Linked DNA regions of Cricetulus griseus: region 1 is linked to region 2. The links are chromatin contacts, called in public Micro-C maps. All regions are on one chromosome and are shown on one strand. The core of a region is the stretch at or near the end of the contact, and the rest is flanking DNA. Distances in the headings are between cores, read along the strand shown. Region 1 has its middle 120 kb from the start of Frmd6. Region 2 holds the start of Frmd6 (FERM domain-containing protein 6).

Region 1 (5,335 bases), core at 2,168-4,667, 120 kb before region 2:
TCATGGCAAATAATGAGTCTAAATGGGGCTCATGAGAAACTTCACCCTCAATTTGTTTTCACACAGTAATAATTCCATACGTTGTCTGGCTCTTTGAGTCTTCGCTGTGCTCACTGCATGCCTGTTATCTGGTGAACTCTGATAGCCCCGCTCAGAAAGGCATTACTATCTGATGTTTACAATTGCCGTCAGTTTTGCTTTGTTGTGGCTTTGGAGCTTGGAATGTAATAATAAACAATCTATGCAAAATACCTGACTTGTGAGCCAAAAACAAAACAAAACAAAACAAAAAACAAGGCTTTGTAGTGAAGCCTGCAAGAAGGAATGAAGGGAAATCAGTAACATCCCATCGGTTATAATTTACTTTATTTTCGATAGTAAAAGAATACTTGGCATTTATCTACACGAAGTACAATGATGCCACATCCATGATTGTTACTTGGTGTTTTTCATTGGCTCTAAACACACATAAATTTCTTAAACCTCTTGGAAAGGCTTATATAAGATTAAGAAAAGTGGCAAGATATGAATTACTGTAAGGTTTGGAGTCGAACTATGCTCATAGATCTGCTGACTGAAATTCCAGTTTTTAAGCTATGTCTCCAGTTTTCATTTACAATGCCAGACATGCACTGGGCAAATTACCTTTAGAACATTCTATGGCAGGAGAGCTGGTGACTGTTGGCCAGAGGGGTTGGTGTATGTCATATTTAATAATGGATCTTAATATACAACATGGAAGCAATTTAACTGTTCTTTTAACATGACATCTGTTTTAATGCAACACACATGTAAGCGGTGTTTGCAATGTCATGTGCTTTCTTCAAATGAAGTAGTGAAAGCCTGACCCGAGATTCTGTGCCTAATTCTGTGGTATAAAAGCTCCACCTTGGATTTCAAGCAACCCTTGGTTCAAACAGTGTCTCTCCAGGATCATCCACATTTAACCATCAGCTCTTGGAAGCAGGGAAGGAGCCCAGAAGTCAGACTCTGAGCTCAGGAGCTGGACAGTCTTAGGTTTACACTGCTGGATTTGGGCAAACTGCATTAACTGTTCTCCACCATATATTCCTCTAGTGATAAACTGGAGTCCATCCCACCTGCTTCCAAGAGCTGATGGTTAAATGTGGATGATCCTGGAGAGACACTGTTTGAACTATGGGTTGCTTGAAATCCAAGGTGGAGCTTTTATACCACAGAATTAGGCAAATTTTACACATCAACAGTTCTTTTCCTGCCCCCAGAGCCAAGTTCACCACCACTCATGGCCTGCAAAGAAAGTTAAGGACAATAGGCTAGTTTATGTGAACCCTGCTGCCTAGTACAGTCCTCCTTTGTCTCCATGGGAGATGAGTTCCAGGATCCCCCAGGATACTAAAATCCATGGGTTTTCAACTTCCTAATACAAAATGATGCAATGTTTGCATATAATCTCTGCGTCGTCCTATACATACACTTCAGATCATCCCTGGTTCAAATATTATGCTGAATAAATTGTAGATAGTTGTTGCTTAGTATTGTTTAGGGAATAACAAAGAGAAAAACTCTGTACGTGTTCAATACAGATAGAAGAATTATTGCCCAGATATTTTTGAGCCTCCTCTGGCGAGTCTACCAGTGGGAACTTGTGGATATGAATGGTCTACTGTGCTGCCCATACAGAAAGCTTTCAATAAATGCTGCTCTGATAGCAAGAGTATTATTGCCATTAAAACAAATGCAAACAGCTATGTATTCGTCAAACTGATAAATCTAGACTTTTTTTTTTCTGCTTTTCTCCCATTTCACAATCTCTCCCTGACAACAAAGCAGGGAATATGTACACACACACACACAGACACACACACACACACACAAATAATAATAATAAGTAAATAAAAACAGAGGAGGTCTAATCAACTGATCTTACCATTCACTAATGTCAGATTAATATCTTAATCCTGGAAAAATATATGATGGGAGAGAGAAATAAAAAAATTTCCATTGTGAAAAAACTCAAACTCTTCTAAAGCTACCTAAACTGTTCATTGGACTGTGTTTTCTTTGAGATGGCATATTGACATTTTATTATAAACATCAATAACAAGATAATAAAATTTTTTGAATACTTGGTGGCAAAACGTGAAAATTCTAAGTTTCTATGACCAAAAAATAAAAATCAATTTCTGAACCCAAATTATCTTAAGTAAAAAGGGGACTTACTGGTTCATGGAAATTCCAGGACTAAAGGCAATTTTGAATATGTCTTTATGAAGACTCTTAGTAGGTGCTGAGTTTCTCTGCCTTCCATTAGGAAAACCCATCTCAAGTTTGTATGTAGCAGTTCACCAGGAAAAAGAAAATGGCTTTTTCCTGTAGTCCCTGCAATATTTCTAGGGTCCTTCTGCTTAAATTGGCATTGGCCACACACTTGACTCACGTTTGGAATCATAAGGCACCGGAAACTCACTGTACGAAAACTTGGGGGTGGGGCTAGTATAATAACACTGACAATAGGAAAGGCAGGGCTCCGGATGCAGCTTGATGGTGGTGAACCTGCCTAGCATTACCAAAGCCTTAGGCTGTGTCTCCAGCTCTACAGAGGAGGAGGAGATGAAAGGGATGCTACACAAAAACAAAAACAATTGTCCCTGGACGGCTACCGGTGGCAGCCCAGGCACATGCACACGTGTGGAGTATAAGCATGTGGTTTTCTCTTTGATCAAAGTTCTGACAAGACCTTCTGAGACTGTCTTCCAGCCCTGGGCACTTCTGATGCCATCAAAGACCTTAGTCATAAAAAAAAAAAAAATCAAAACTAGAGATAGTATCTGTACAGAGAACTGATTTTAAAAACTTGGGTAACAGAGGTCCAGAAAAATGATTCATAATGACAAAAAATATTCCAGTGCTTCAGACCAGGAAAATTTCACACTGAAAGAAATAGCAAAATATTCTTTGTACACCCTCGTTGCTTCTCTCCTTAACCAAGAACTAGAACCCCGTGGTGCAGGGAATACAGAAATTTTGGAAACACTAATGTTGTGAAAAGAGAAAGAGCCTATCTAAAAACAAAACTGCTGCATTATATAATAGTAACAAACCTGTTGGCATTTAGAAATTCCACAGAGTATTTGGCTGTCAATTTATTTTAGAATTTCATTCCAGGAAAGTCAGTCCTAACTCTGATGTTATGGAGAACCTAAAATATTTACACCAGTGTGCGGTTGGGGTGGAGCACAAAATTCTTTGCCCCAGAGTTAGGGCCTTTGACAGGTTACATAATTCTACCTCATGTGACACTGGGAGCTCTGTGCACCCCACTCTTTTCCAGGAAGTGGAGGCTTCCCAAGCCGGATGTCATGCTTATTCCTGATCCTCCCCAAGAAGCCACAAGCTTTGCTCCATGAGTCAGAGTTTAAATGCAGCCCTTTCTGGTTTATATCATATACACATTCTGTTACAGGCTTAGAGAGGCACTGGGTGATTCATAGCCCAGCCTGGTGTGTCCTAGCCAAACACATCTTTCCATCTGGCATTGTATATAGAGGACTCTATAGCGTTCATTTGCATGGCCCCATTTAAGGAAATCATTTTTTCCGTTCCCATGCAAACTTTATGTGTCCCATCCAAATGTATTTTTTTTAACAAACTTGTGATGCTCACTTACTTTTGTGATAGTTTCTTTATCGTTACCTGAAATATGATGCCCTGAATAATCTCATGATCATGCTAAAGGAACACCAAATATAAGAAGAATGGTTTTTTTGTTCTCAAAAGACACATATTTTTGGAGAGTGGCATAGTACCCACTCTTGAGATTAGGTAGATATTGGGACTCTGGGGTAGCCCTGAAAGAAATAACAAACAAATAAGCAAGCAAAAAACAGCCTTTCGTAAATAAATAGAATGGCATGCTAATCCAGACTGCCTAAACAATGTCATACAACATTCATGTTGACACGTGCAGAAATCTTAGGGAGGGGATGTGAGAACTATATGCTAATAAAAACAGTGGTAGGTACTCAAGGATTCATAGATCTTAGAAGTGAATTCCTATTATCTATAAAAGCATAATTAAACCTGCATCACCAGAGGACAGGCACCACTTAAAGTCAGAAAAAGAGGTTAAGGAGGTAACTCAGTAGGCTGAGAGCCTGTCACAGAGAAAGGAGACTTCAGTTCCTGGCACACCACAGAATACTCATCTGTTACCCCAAAAGAGAAAGGTAGACACAGGCAGCCAGCCAGCTTCAGAGGGAGACTGTTTTCAAACATATGGTGGAGAGACACCAGACATCAGTCTTTGGCCTCCACATGCACACACATACATACATTTGCATACACAGAAACAGATATATTCACATGTGATATACACAAGATAAATAAGCAGGCAGACAGACAGACAACAGGCAGTCAGGCAGACAGACAGGCAAGTAGACCGACAGACACACAGATAGACCAAATACAGAACAATTAAAAAGTCATTAGCAGAAAACAATTGAGAATGGTCATGATTGTTAAGCACTACAAGACATACAAACATAGCTGGAATTTGTCCTTGTTTTCTTCCTGGAACCTCTAAATTGGAAGGTTGACAATTTATTCTCAACCACCCAGAAGCTGTTAGGGACTCTGCAGCTTTCGGATATCGAAATTCATTGCAGGTGCCCCCAGAGGGTCTGCAAAACACAGCAGGCATGATCACAATGGATTCCTGACACGTCCTGGCAGGGTTAGGGAGATGAGCCCTGACCTTTCTCACTCCGAAGTGGTCTCATCTCAGTGCATTTCTGAAGCCACATTAAAGAATGTCTGAGATAAAAGTCTAGACTTAAACTCTCAACGTTTGGAAAGGCAAGTGTGGAAAAGATTGGAGAGATGAGGTCCCAGCTGAAGCACCTCTGGGAAGCTGTGTACTTAAAGTAGAAGAAAAGATAATTGGGGCTGGTTGAAGCTTGAATTGAAAAAGAGAGATTGAGATCAAAAGTTCAGAGTCGGACAGCTTCTTGATGCACTACAGGACTTGCCCTTCAGAGGAGGGTCTAAGGACCAGCAGCAGCAGCGTCACCTGGGGGGCAAATTAGCAATGTAGGATCTTGGACATATCGAATGAGATCTGCATTTTAGTGAGAACCCCAGGTTCTTGCACTCAAGTCAATATTTGAGGACCAGTGATGACACACACTCTTAGGAGGTAGAATCCATTTAGAGAGCTTATCATTCTGTCTCAGAGACATTAACTAGTTCAGTGTGGTGGCCAAACAGATCCAGACAGGAACAGGGCAATGCTGTTTTCTGCAGAACCTGTTCTGAAGGCAGTGAGTGCCCTGCCCCTCTACTGTTTGGATTCTCA
Region 2 (6,074 bases), core at 1,114-3,613:
TGCCTGCTCTCCCAGTCTACTCTAAGATTCAGGAGTGAATTTTTATCATTGAATCCCAGGGCTAACCCTATGCCCCAGTGTTGGGAGTACTTAATACACCCATGGAACAGATCCAAAGAAAAACAAAACTAAAAATGTATCATGCTGATTTTTAAGTGCTTTGGAAAAAGTAACAATTTAAGATGCTCAGAATGTGTCACTGGTGAAGCATTCCACTTTAGAGAAACATCTCCTTGTACCAGTGAAAATAAACTAGATCTCCATCTCAAAGGAGAAAACCAGACTACACCCAGAACTGCATTCCTCACTGTAACAAGCATATTAAAAACCATATCCCGTGATAAGAAATGTGTCCTTTCTCAGTCCCCTTTCTATCCTTAGTGGATTGTGTGTTGCTTCCAGGGCAACTCTTCTGGCATTTTATGTTGCAGGGATTTATAAAACTGATTTACAAAGTCTGAAGTAGTTTACAAAATTTATCATGTAAGAGTGTGATTACTGTGTGGTTCACGCTGTTAATATGGCCATTACAATTCAGAAAAAAAAATTCACATATTAAGTCTTACCACAATCTAATCCTGGACAATAAATTCAATCTTAAACATTTTAAAGCTTTTTAGAATATTTTGCTCTTTTGGTTACCTAATTGTTTCAATAGTTGCAGTTAAGTTTCACAATCTAGCAGTATGTTGTTGTTTTTTTCTCTGATGGATTTTAATATATGAAACCTGAAAATAAATCATATTTAGGAACTCTTTTCCAAAACAGTAATATGTTTCTCATTTATCATATACAATAAATGCTGGTTTATCTCATTAAATACCAAATAAATTATTACTAATACCCAACAAGTACCCATCCTTCGTAAGTATAAAAAGTGAGATAAAAGGTCTTTTGCTCCCATGCTCATGGAGAAGCCAGAGGCAACCTCTAGGAGTTGGTTTTCCCCTTCCAGCAGGTGGGTCCTGTAGTCAGACTTGGGCACCAGTGCCTTTTAACTCATAAGCCACTTCTCTGACCCGTTATCTACTTTAAACACAATACAAGACATCAACAATTCACTACTGTTAACTAGTATTTTTTATTAATATGACAGTGAAAGGCTTTTTATTGAAACACACTTTGGTTTTGCTTTCCATAAACAAGCCACAACTGTAAGCTCTGAGAGTGATTTTCCTAGGAACTGCCTGAGAAAAAGGTATGCGATCACAATGCTTAATATTCATGCTCTCCAAACAGGAAAGGCTTTTGAGGGGGTGTACTGTTTAGTCTTTATGTCAACTTGACACAAGCTAGTCATTTGGGAAGAACACGGAACCTCAACTGAGAAAATGCCCCTGACCACATTGGCCTTTGGTGCATTTTATTAATTGATGGCTGATGTCAGAGGGCACAGCTCACATGTGTGCCACCCCTGGGTTGATGGTCCTGGTTACTTTAAGGAAGCAAGTTGAGCCAAGCCAGTAAGCAACACTTATCCAAGCCCTGACACCGGGTTTCTGCACCGAGTTCCTGCACTGACGTTCTTCGGTGACAAAGTGTGTGGCCTGAGAGTTGTAAGCTGAAATAAATCCTTTGTTTTTGGTCATGGTGTTTAATCACAGAAATAGAAATCCTAAGACAGAAGCTGTCTCAAGCATCTGTAAGGAACCCTAAATTAGACCACCTTTGGCTATTCAAACAATCACACAGATAAGGAACGTCGTCTATTCAGTCAATAACAGATAGCTTTATATAGCTATGTATGGATCGGGAAAAAAAAGGACGAGTTCAAAGCTTCTTCTGCCCAGTATCAAGTATTCTTTCTCGGGTCTCTGCACCTACCTGGCAAAGCCAGACACACAGACCGCCCCCTCATTAGAGCAGCAACGCCCACAGAACACAAAACAGTGTGTAGTTCTGTGGGTGGCAAGCCTCATGGCCAGTTGGGGTCGCTCTCCCTACCCTGCCAGTCTCCGCTGCAGGTCCAAATGGGTGCAAAATAGACAAGTGGACTTCACTTCTCCACCTGACGACTAAAGGAGCCAAGGAAACCTCCACGCTCTACTGGGGTCTTTAGGGCTAATGAAATCATTTCTTGCTGCCTTTTGTACCACTCGCGGCCGCGCGGGCCACCTTCACCTAGGGCAAACATCGGTTTTTTTTGAGGGCCATAGGCAGAGGCTGTGTCAACCTGGAGAGACAGACTGAGCGGGGGCGGATGGGTTTGGGCCGCGCCCACATCCTGAATGCAGGATAAAGCTGTGAAGGGCGAGGTGGGAGCGGGACAGGAGGGGACCGAGGAGTCACGAAGCCTCCTCCACTGGGGGGCCGCCTCCTCTCGGAGTGGCCGCCCCTGTTTGTTCCGAATTATCGAGCGGGAACTCAGGTCAAACAGCCACCCACAGGTAACCCGTCTAGGCCTACTAGGGTGCGGCAAGGGGGCTGGAGGTGCGGGGGCAGAGTGGAGAAGTGGACCATTCAGACGGAGGGGGGAGCAGACAGTCTACCCTCGCGCCCTGGCCTCCGTCGCACCGGGAAAAGGCATGCAAAACCAGAGTCCACTCTATGCATTCCATTTGAGCCTGGCTTGGTTATCCGGGGATCAGAAGAGAGACGGCTGTCGCCGGCATTCCTTCACCCCCCAGGCAGCTTCACCCCTCCCTGGGATTGTTGGTTAGGTCCGGGGCGGATTGGGGATGGGAGGGCAGCGCTCCACGTGCGGCCGCGATCCCTAGCTCTAGGCTTCTTCCGCTGCTCCTCCTCGGTTTCCAACTCGGGGAGGGGCGGGACCTCTGGCAGGGAGGGGCGTGTCTTAGGCGGGGCGTGGGCGTGGGCTCGAGGGGGCGGAGCGGAAGGCGGGGGCGGGAGGCGGGGCAGCCGCAGCGTTGGTCTGGCGGCGGCAGAAGGACTGCGAGCAGCGAGAAGGCTCGGCGCCGCTGGAGCAGACGCCGGTTCCGAGGCGGACGCCTGGCGCTGGCGACTTTGGAGGTACGCGCGGGAGCGGGAGCGGGCGCGGGCCTGCTGGCCCCCTTTCTGGGACGGTGCACCCCGGCCGCCGCTGTGCCCCCTGCTGGTCTAAAGTGCGATTCCCGGCAGTGCCGCTCTCGGCGTCTTTCTTTTCTCTCACGGGCTCTCTGGGCGTCGGGCACCGGGCGGGCAAGTCGCCTCTCCGCGAGTCGGAGCTCGCCCAGGCTGGGGCCCCGGGGCAGCCGCGGCCGTGAGGGAGGCGCGGAGCTGGGGGTGCCGGGCGCTGCGATCCTGCGCCCCGAACTCCGAGACCCCGGTTCGTGGGGTGCCTGCTTGTGGCGCCCCGTCTGACTAGCTGGGACCAGTCATGAGCCGGGTGTTCGAGCGCTGTGCGGTATTGCCTGTTGTGTGCGCAGGCCGGGCAGCTGGCTTCGGGAAGGCAGCACCCCAGTGCGGTCGTCCGGTGTCCCCGCAATTGCCTAGTGTGGGAAGCCCCTGAAGGGGGCCTCAGGGATACACGGGTTGGGGGTGAGGCCTGCAGAATTTGGGTTTCTGGAGGAACTTAACACCGCCAGGCAAAGGAGACCACTAGCCTCTTCTCTGGGAAGGCGGAGATGTGGACAGCTGGGGGCCACCCCTGTGAGGTCTACAGGACTAAAACAACACTTAGAGTTCCAGGATGGCTTATAGCCTAATGGTGGGGCGCTTTCTTAAAGGCAGGGATAGATGGAAAGCTGTCAAAACAAGCACATTTAAAGTTGAAATAAAAGCTGGCACCGTTTTTCAGACCGTGCAGTTGTGCGGCTGGTATCGGAAGAAATATTACCTCATTGGCCCCCTTACACCTTTTTTGGTTTTGTTTATTTATTTATTTAAGCAGCCAGTCTGTTTTGCTAGCATTGCCCTCGGGAGCTGTGTAGTGCCCACAGCGGGGAAAGAAAACTTACGCAAGGGTTCTAGGCACTTCTGAATGTGGAGGGAAAGTGTACCTTGCCGGATTTTCCACGCATGATTCCCTCCTTTCTTTGGACCTGGTGATGTTTGTTTACTGGTTCTAAGCATCTACTTACATTTAGTTTTTGCACAAAATACCCTCAGTTGCCACAGGGTGTAGTTTGGGGATTAGAGAATGCTTTTGGAGAAAGCTGCTAGTGGCTTCATTTTCCAAGAATGTAAGTCATTTCCTTTCTGTGGTTTCAGGGAGTTGATATTTCACAGCATCAAAACTCGGTGGGGAAATTTTTCCGTAATACATCTGTCATTTAAAAGGCTTGTGACTTTTGGGTTTTTCTTCTTAATAACAGTGCATAAATTTAGGCCCAGCTTTGTTAAAGGAACAAGAAGGTTTTTTTTGGTTTTCCTTATCCGGAATCTAGAATATTGAGACTGCTGTAGAAAGTTTTAACAACCAAGACCTACAAATGGCTTGCAGGATGGAGAATGGGGGAGGGGAAGAGAGCTGGAAGGGCAGTGAAACAGATGCCTTTTGCTCCTTTGTACTAAAACTTCTAGCACCTAATCATTTTCCTTGGGTGTAGTTTTGAAAAATGACAGATTTCTGTTGAAAATGAGAATACTCCACAATTGGAGATAGTTGACATTGAAATGTGGGGGGTTTTTTTTTGGGGGGTTATGTTTGTAAATATACTGACTTCATATTTCCTAGTAGGATTATTAGATAGAGGGAGATTGCAGGGGATATCCCATATCAAGTTATCTGCAGGATATCTTCTCCAAAAAGTTAAATTCTTCCCCCACCGGTTTTGAGTTGCTTGCGGAATACCTGTGATCTCACACTGTTGGGCCACACTAATGGGCAATTCTGGCAGGGCTCAAAACATTTTGGCACAGGAAATCTTTCTGTCTTCTTCATCCCTTCCTGTTGGGGGCTAACCAGTAAGACACCAGCTTCAAGTACACAATCTTAGCATGGAGAATTAAGGTAGCCCTAGTTTTACAGGAAAATGCCTTGAAAGCATCCTGAGCAGGCGTGAGCCCTGCCTTTAAGACAACATGCCAGTGTGCTATATAGGTTTTAAAAAATCTGTCATTCAACTGGGCTGGCTGAATTGGGGGCTGTTGTAGACTATTCCACATTTAACTATGCTTATTGAGCTTTTGGCTTTCAGAACTTATGACATAATGGGAATGCAAGTTTCAAATAGATTGTTTTTGACTGAGCCGTCAGGTTTAAGTTTTGTGTAAATGACTCCTGCCTCACAGCCAACTCTCTGATAAAGGAATTCTTTGTAGTTTTCAACTTGGATGTTATACATTTTGATTTCTAAAGCTCTCTCTGTGTGTGTGTGTGTGTGTGTGTGTTTAAAGTGAAACCTGCAAACAATTATTTTATTACATGAAAGCCAGTACCAAGAAAAGATTAATTCAATCCAGATGTAAAAATGTATGTGAATTTTAGATTTGGATGATCTCAACAAGTTTCCCTTTTGTTGATGACGCTGCCTGGATCCCAGATGGCATCCACAAATTATCCCATAGGCCCGTTTCTGAGTTGAGAACCACATTTCATTGGCTTCTTCCAAAGTCACTTTAATGTTATTTTAAATCTCCAAAATAGAAAGCTTTCTGAACGAAAGCAGAGAGGGTTCTTGTTATTCCCATGGAAGCTTCCCAGGGACCCAGTGCAGTACAAGCAGTCTGTTCCTTAGTGTAAAAACAGGAGGTATAAAGCATGTAGGTGGCTAGCCTTGAAAAAAGCTTCTCTTTAAGTTACCGGATTCCAGCTTTTCTTTAACAGGAAAAAAAAAAGTTTCAGGTGCTTATAGTCCTCAATAGAATCCAGCTGTAAGAGTTTGTGGTTTCAAGCGTATTTGGTTCTTGTTTGACTAGCCTCAACCCTCTGCCCCCTTCTTTGTCTGAACAAGTAGTTTAGAAGAGAAGATTGATCGGTTTGTTTTTCAAGACAGTTTCTCTATGTAACAACTCTAGCTGTCCTGGAACTCACAGAGATCTGTTTGCCTCTACCTTCCGAGTGCTGGGATTGAAGGGCATGCACCACCACTGCCTGGCCTGACTCCTAATTTACACCTGTGTTAAAAGGACTCTGATGCACGTTTCCCACCAGTCTTTGTATAATTATGGAGTTTTTGTTTAGTTTTGTTATT

What was found. Hi-C and Micro-C count contacts between places; a contact is called where the count stands out from the background.
Region 1: a Micro-C map of the CHO-K1 cell line shows a contact between it and region 2, with 2.4 times the contacts expected there. The contact joins the enhancer-like site here to the promoter of Frmd6 in region 2. A contact is called at or near these places in 2 of 8 Hi-C or Micro-C datasets (the CHO-K1 cell line and fibroblasts).

The regions. Positions count from the first base shown.
Region 1 is chr5:132,667,008-132,672,342 of CriGri-PICRH-1.0, reverse strand. No RefSeq gene overlaps it. Among named protein-coding and RNA genes, the nearest start is that of Frmd6, 120 kb to the right of the region's middle. Within about 2 kb of position 3,417, at least 3 of the 6 cell types and tissues checked have open chromatin away from gene starts, as enhancers often do. A contact at or near this core is called in the CHO-K1 cell line and fibroblasts, where this site is marked.
Region 2 is chr5:132,549,737-132,555,810 of CriGri-PICRH-1.0, reverse strand. It overlaps Frmd6 (FERM domain-containing protein 6), which reads left to right and starts at 2,363. Exons shown (of 14, transcript XM_035445933.1): 1 at 2,363-2,387.